Linked DNA regions of Sus scrofa: region 1 is linked to region 2. Evidence: chromatin contacts called from public HiChIP or PLAC-seq data. All regions are on one chromosome and are shown on one strand. The core of a region is the stretch at or near the end of the contact, and the rest is flanking DNA. Distances in the headings are between cores, read along the strand shown.

Evidence for each region. HiChIP or PLAC-seq counts read pairs in DNA pulled down with a chosen protein or histone mark.
Region 1: an H3K27ac HiChIP or PLAC-seq map of alveolar macrophages shows a contact between it and region 2. The contact joins the enhancer-like site here to the promoter of CPPED1 in region 2. A contact is called at or near these places in 1 of 5 promoter capture datasets (liver), 5 of 47 Hi-C or Micro-C datasets (embryonic fibroblasts, epiblast stem cells, liver and 1 more) and 1 of 2 datasets of contacts at active chromatin or transcription factors (alveolar macrophages).

Annotation. Positions count from the first base shown.
Region 1 is chr3:30,395,950-30,399,091 of Sscrofa11.1, forward strand. The region is part of intron 2 of CPPED1 (calcineurin like phosphoesterase domain containing 1); the gene reads left to right. Among named protein-coding and RNA genes, the nearest start is that of CPPED1, 35 kb to the left of the region's middle. Within about 2 kb of position 1,477, at least 21 of the 83 cell types and tissues checked have an H3K27ac peak or open chromatin away from gene starts, as enhancers often do. A contact at or near this core is called in alveolar macrophages and liver, where this site is marked.
Region 2 is chr3:30,360,752-30,364,303 of Sscrofa11.1, forward strand. CPPED1 (calcineurin like phosphoesterase domain containing 1) reads left to right here and starts at 1,974. Exons shown (of 4, transcript NM_001243581.1): 1 at 1,974-2,067. The coding sequence starts at 1,998.

The sequences.
Region 1 (3,142 bases), core at 227-2,726, 35 kb after region 2:
CTTTAAAATCTGTATCTGGAATAAACTGTGTCACCTCTACCCAGGTCCTTCCCTGCGGGTCACCATAGTTAGAAGGGCGTGTGTTTATAAGCAGCCTGGTCTTATAGAAATGTCATCATTCTGTGTACATCGTTCTGTGCCTTGCTTTTCCCCCCTCGAATCTATCTGGAGAATCCTTTTGTGCTGCAGCATAGAGGCTGATGTCAGGCTTTTGGTAACTGCATTGCTTTCTGTGGGTTGAAGTCTCCTAATTGCTCTGTCCTCTCTCCTGGCCATCACTGGGAACGATGACCCGAACAGTGCTGCCACCAGAGCTGCTCCTTGTGTACGAGGTCAGCTTTTCTCTGGGCTTGAAGTCAGGCGGGTTGACCATTGGGGACCTGCTCTAGTGCTGGCCCAGAGTGAATACTAGGCGCTTCACTCTGTAGTTTCCAGGAGGACCTCTCTTGGGGACTGGCCACACTGGTATCACCTCTTCCGTGCAACAGCATCTCAGCCCCTGTGGTACACAGACAGGCACCTGCACTGCCCACCACGCCCTAGGGACTTGGAAGATTCGTTGAATGGAAACCCTTTGGTCCCTATTACAGCAGAATTTGTTCCTATTGTTTTTAAAAGAAGCTCAGTAAACTCATGTTCAATTCCTTGGTATAGTCTTGAGTTGTTATTTTTCAGTGCCTGTTCCAGGCTCCAAGAAATGTGACAATTTAAAGACACTTTACCACACAGCTTCACCTACAGAAACATGGAGGTGGGGGGGTTCCATGGATGCAACAAAGTGATCGCTCCTCGGGTGAAATGTCACCAGGCCCTGGAGTGGACCGGCCTGCGGACCTTGGCTGTTCTTGTAGGTTGTGTGCAGGCTGGATGCTGAGAAGTGGTGGCCGAGAGCAATCAGCCAGCCCAGGGCTCCCCAGCTCCTTCACAGCATTATAAGCACTGCCGAGGCATCCAGACAATCAGCAGCAGCACCTCCCTTTTGCCGGGGCTGATGGAAAGTGGTTTGAACTAATCTACCTAAAGTTGCTAATGAGCACACTCAGAGCATTGCTTGCAAAGTTGTTTCTGATGATGCGTGCCATCTGAAGCAGCGTTGCTGGGGGCAGAGGTCATCCTCCCCCCCCCCACCAGCATCCACCAGCATCCACCACCATGGCCTCATGGCCGAGGGACTGTGCTCAGTGCTGTCCATGGTCAGGACATCTCAGCTGGTCCTGTGCCCCGACCCCTTTGGCAGCTTGGTGAAGCCTTCAGACCACCTCTCAGCAGAATGTTTTCAAATGCATTAAATAAACTGCTTAGGATTTCACAGAAAACCATTTATATTGAAGTGGAGTTATCAAAATATTTTAAAATATGATAGAGTAAAATACATACCTCTCTTGTGAATCTGTTATATAACACAGTCTACAGCAAGGCTCATAACTACCACAGTTTCAAAGCAGAGCTCAGCTTGAGCAATACTGTTGCAGGTTTTGGCAACAGTGCTAACTGGGTATGAAAAAGCCCCGTGGTTTCTTGGTGGTGACAAAGTCACAGGAGCATGAATAACTTTGTGGTTTTCTGCCTAACGTCATAGTAGAAGGAAATGCTAAGTATCAGAAGTCAGCAAAAATATAGTTTTTTCCCATCTAGGTTCACAGATCCCCAGGGACTCCAGTTTAAGAGCCCTGCTCTGTGTGCGCACATGTGAACATATTCTTGTTTGACTGGTTGGAACTGTCTCTTTATTTAGTCAGTGTGTGGACAATATAATTGACCAAAGTACACACTCAATGGCAGCAACTCTTCCTTTAATTAAAGGCTAAAAAGGCTTCTTACTTGTAGCTGGGGAAGGGTGGACATTTGATTATTCCCTGAAAAAGAAATGAGCTCAATAACAAACAGGAGCTAGTTAACAATCACCTTTTAATTAAGGGAAGAAAAAAAATTTTCTTTCCCAAACTGTTTCTCCCTGCTGTCCAGTGTTTGGCTCAAAAACTGACAGTTGAGAGCGCCTTGTCTCATTTGTTTGTTCCAGGGAAGCATTTGAGACGGCTTAAGATGGACAGAAACGGACAATGGGAAAATAGAAGAAATAACCAATCAGGACCAAAGGAAATATAAGTCCATATGGGAAGTTAGGACCAGAGGGCGAGCAATAGAAACAAAGAGGCAGGTCTCGAGGGCTGTTGTGGTTGGTAAGGTGGAGGGTTGGCCAGAGAGAAAGGAGAGTGTTGTCCAGGAAATAAAGTCACAGCCATCTAAGGGGAACAGCGCTTCTTAGAAAATCTTAGATTGAGGAGTTCCCATCGTGGCTCAGCGGAAATGAATCTAACACCCATGAGGAAGCAGGTTCTATCTCTGGCCTCGCTCAGTGGGTTAAGGATCTGGTGTTGACTCCAGCTGTGGTGTAGGTCACAGATGTGGCCCGAATCTAGCGTTGCTGTGGCTGTGGTATAGGCCAGCAGCTGTAGCTCCAATTAGACCCCTAGCCTGGGAACCTCCATATGTCGCAGGTGCGGCCCTAAAAAGACAAAAAAAGAAGGAAGGAAGGAAAAAAGAAAAACCTTAGATTGAAAAGAAACTTTTGAGGTTCCCTTCTACAGCACTGAGTCGAATGATGTCCAACAGGACACCTGGAGGTAGGATGCTTAACCTGGGTATAGGGTCCAAGAATAGGCTTCATCTGGCCCATGATCCCCATCTGCCTGGGCCGAATCCAGTGATTTGCACAGATGCTTCAGGGAGTGGGGTGGGGAGAAGATCTGCACAGCCCCTTCCTCGCGGGTTCTGTGGCTCAGTAGGAGGATAAGGAACCAGGGGACAAAAGGCATTTATGATCTAAGTACTCTTGTTGTCAATTCCCATCTATGGACACTTTATCTTCATTTTTTTTTTTTTTTTTAATTTTAAGGGCCGTACCCATGGCATATGGAAGTTCCCAGACTAGGGGTTGATTTGGAGCTGCAGCTGGCAATGCTGGATCCTTAACCCGCTGAACAAGGCCAAGGATCAAACCCACAACCTCATAGATACTAGTCAGGTTCTTGACCAGCTGAGCCACAGCAAGAACTCCCTCCTCATTTTTTTAATGTACTAGTTCAACTTCAGACTCTTCTTCCAGAGGCAGAAGTGCATTCATTTCCTGTCAATGCATTTA
Region 2 (3,552 bases), core at 724-3,223:
TTTTTTCAGCTTTACCTGTGGCATGTGGAATTTCCCAAGCTAGGGATCCAACCTACCCTGCAGCAATAACCAGAGCCAGCCGTAACATCAGATCCTTAACCCACTGAGCCACCAGGGAACTCCCAGGCAAGGATTTAAATTTTTTTTCTTTTTTTCTTTTTTTTTTTTTTTTTCTTTTTAGGGCTGACCCTGTGGCATGTGGAAGTTCCCTGGCAAGGGGTTTCTTTTTTTCTTTTTTTTTTTTTTTTTTGTCTTTTTGCCATTTCTTGGGCCCCTCCAGTGGCATATGGAGGTTCCCAGGCTAGGGGTCCAATCAGAGCTGTAGCTGCCAGCCTACACCAGAGCCACAGCAACGCAGGCTCCGAGCCACGTCTGCAACCTACACCACAGCTCACGGCAACACCGGATTATTAACCCACTGAGCAAGGGCAGGGACCGAACCCGCAACCTCATGGTTCCTAGTCGGATTCGTTAACCACTGCCCTGGCAAGGGGTTTCAAATCAGAGCTGCACCTGCTGGCCTATGCCTCAGCCATAGCAACACGGGATCCAAGCCTCGTCTGTGACCTACATTACAGCTCATGGTAATGCCAGATCCTTTAACCACTGAGCAAGGCTACATCCCCATGGATACTAATCAGGCTTGTTAATGCTGAGCCACAAAGGGAAGTTCCAATACATTTTTTAAAAATTTTGTCTTTTTTTGGTCTTTTTTAGGGCTGTACCCACAGCATATGGAGGTTCCCAGGCTAGGGTCTAATCTGAGCTGTTGCCGCCAGCCTATGCCAGAGCCACAGCAACACCAGATCCAAGTTGCATCTGCGACCTTACACCACAGCTCGTAGCAATGCTGGATCCTTAACCCACTGATCGAGGCCAGGGATCAAACTGGCAACCTCATGGTTTCTAGTCAGATTTGTTTCTGCTGTGCCACGACGGGAACTCCCAAAACATTTTTTTTTTAACTGACATATTTACAATGTTGTGATAATTTCTGACTTGTGGTTACCACCCTCCACCTGGGTGGGGGTTTTGATATGCATCGGATTGTTATCTACATCCCTTCTGGAGGAACCCAAGGCTCTGTTGTCCTAATCATTAACTTCTTGAGCTTGCTCTTTGGAATTCAGGGAAGGCCTAGGAGGCTAGAGCCTTTTTTCTTTCTTTTCTTTTTTTCTTCTTCTTTTTTTTTTTTTTTTTTTTAACAAACAAGAAATGGGAGTCATGGCAGGGTTTTTGCACCCAGGAAGGCCCTACAAAGGCTTGCTTGGTTTTAATCCCTTTTGATACCCCTCAGTCTTGAGGGGAACAGGGGCAGGACAAGAAAGAGAATAACGTTTTGCATAAATTTATTGTAAACTCCATAACGGAACTAAGTTTTAGGGGGGTTTGGTTTCTAATGCAGTGATGATGCTGACGACTGGGAAGGTGAAGATGCCTGGAATTCAGTGTCAGCGATCACAACTGGTGGCTTGGGGAACCTTCTGGGGTCTTTCAGGGTCTTTATGACTCTAAGGCAGGATTCCCAGGTAACATAAGGTCCCCAGTTAAATTATTTCAGATAAACAACAAAAATTTTAGCACAAGCAGCTCCCAAATTGCATAGGACATACTTACCATTCGTGGCTTAACTGAAACCTCAGTTTACGGGCATCTGTATTCTTATTTGTTAAACCTGGAAACCCTACCTTTAGGAAGGACTGCCCCCTAAGCCTGAGTCCAAAGGCCCTCACTCTGCAACAAGCCCCAAGCAAGAAGTCTCTACTTGCCAGGAGCCCCAGTCTATCCCAGAGGGGCCGCTCACGCTTCCGCCCCGCCCAGGCAGCACTAGTGGCGCCCCGAGTGACCGAGCCCTGCGCGCCCGCCGGCCCTGCCCCGCCCCCGAGCAGAGGGCGCAGCCCCCAGCCGGGCAGGCCCCACCCGGCGGTTGAAGTGTGAGGCGTTACGTTGCTCCCTCCCACGCAGTGCACTCAGTCAAGGCCAGAAACTCGCTCGCCATGTCCGCTGAGGAGGCGGGGGATGTTTTCCATAGAGCCCGTGGCAGAACTCTGGACGCGTTTTCCTCAGGTACTGCCCGCCCTTCGCCCTGGGAGGGAATGGTTTCGGGGCTGCGGAACCTTCAGCCGGGGAACGTTCGGTGGGGATACGCACCTCCAGCCGGACCCCAGCGGAGAGTGCACCCTGGGGCCGGGGACCGCAATAGCGGCCGCACCGTGGGCAAGTTGGGCTTTCAGGAGCGCTGTTGGAGGAGTGCCTGGGCGAGGGGTAGGGGTCTAGGAGCCTCGCTGGCCTTGACCGAAGTTCCCTGAGAGAAAATAGAATGAAGCTGCAGAGCATAGTTAATAGCGTGAGCTTTGCAGTTAGACTTGGTTTCCAAGCCCTGCCTTGGACACATTTGTTCAGCGCGTCTTGGCCTCAGTTTCTTCATCTGTAAAACGGGTGTAATAACTGCGAGGTTATGTGTGACACTGGATAAGCGCTGGGTGGACGGTTAGATGCGGTTATTTTTATTATGGTCTTTGGCCATGATGTAGTTTGTGTTCCATGATCGTGGTTCCTCACTGTAATATGAGTTATCCACCAGAATGTGAGCAATGCCCGTCAGAATGGAAGCGAGGGGAGGCAGTCAAAAGTCGTGTTGGAGTTAAGTGCTTGCACTTTGGATTTAGATAACCCACCTCACTGTAAAAGTGGGTTTGTTAATACTTAACTCATAGGGGAGAGTTAGCAGGTGGAAAGGGTTTCTGTGACCCAGTGCTAGGTGCTAAGTGAATGTTAATGTTAGCCCTAGAGCTGTAAGTCAAGAGCGAGGCTTGTTCCTGGTTCCTTGGTCCTCCCAGCATGGAGTCAGAGTCTCCAGTTTTTGTGACCCCAAGGAAGTCACCCCAGCTGCCCTGTGTGATCTAGCTTGTACTCACCTTTTTTGCTGTATGCTCTCTGCTCTTCCCCTTGCCCAGTTCTCCTGCCTCACTGGTTTTCTTGAACTCCATTTGAAGGGGCCAAAGTCTTTATATCCTTAAGGGCCAGCTAGTCTCTGCTGGACTAGCTAATAGCTGGACTGCTGGGCCTGGCTCTTTCTCATCCTTAACACCTTATTTAAAGTTCAGTCACTTTCTCAGATTTTCCCTGGCTGTCTTTACTAAAGTAGGTGTCTCTTATAATTCTGTGTCCTAAAGCCTTTTTCTTTTCTTTCTTTCCAGCTGTTGGTGTGTGTTGGGGGGTGGGGGGCAGCAAGGTTTTGGAAGAGCACGTCGGGCTAGAAATCTAGCTGAGGTAGTTTTAGAAAGTACAGTCTGTGTGCGCATTCCCCAAATATTTTAATAGGCCCTTTTCACCCTATTGTCGAACCCAAGTTTGTGTGCCCAACGTACACTGAGGCCAAACAAATGGAAATATCAGAGTGTGGAGCAGAGAAAGTTTCATTTCATGCCCCAGGCTTGGAGAATGTTAACTCATTCTTGAAAGACCCCAGCTCCCAGTGGTTTTCAGGGAAGGGTTTTAAGGGCAGCATTTACGGTGACAGCTGCAGGGTGCATGACTTCTGTTTCGTTG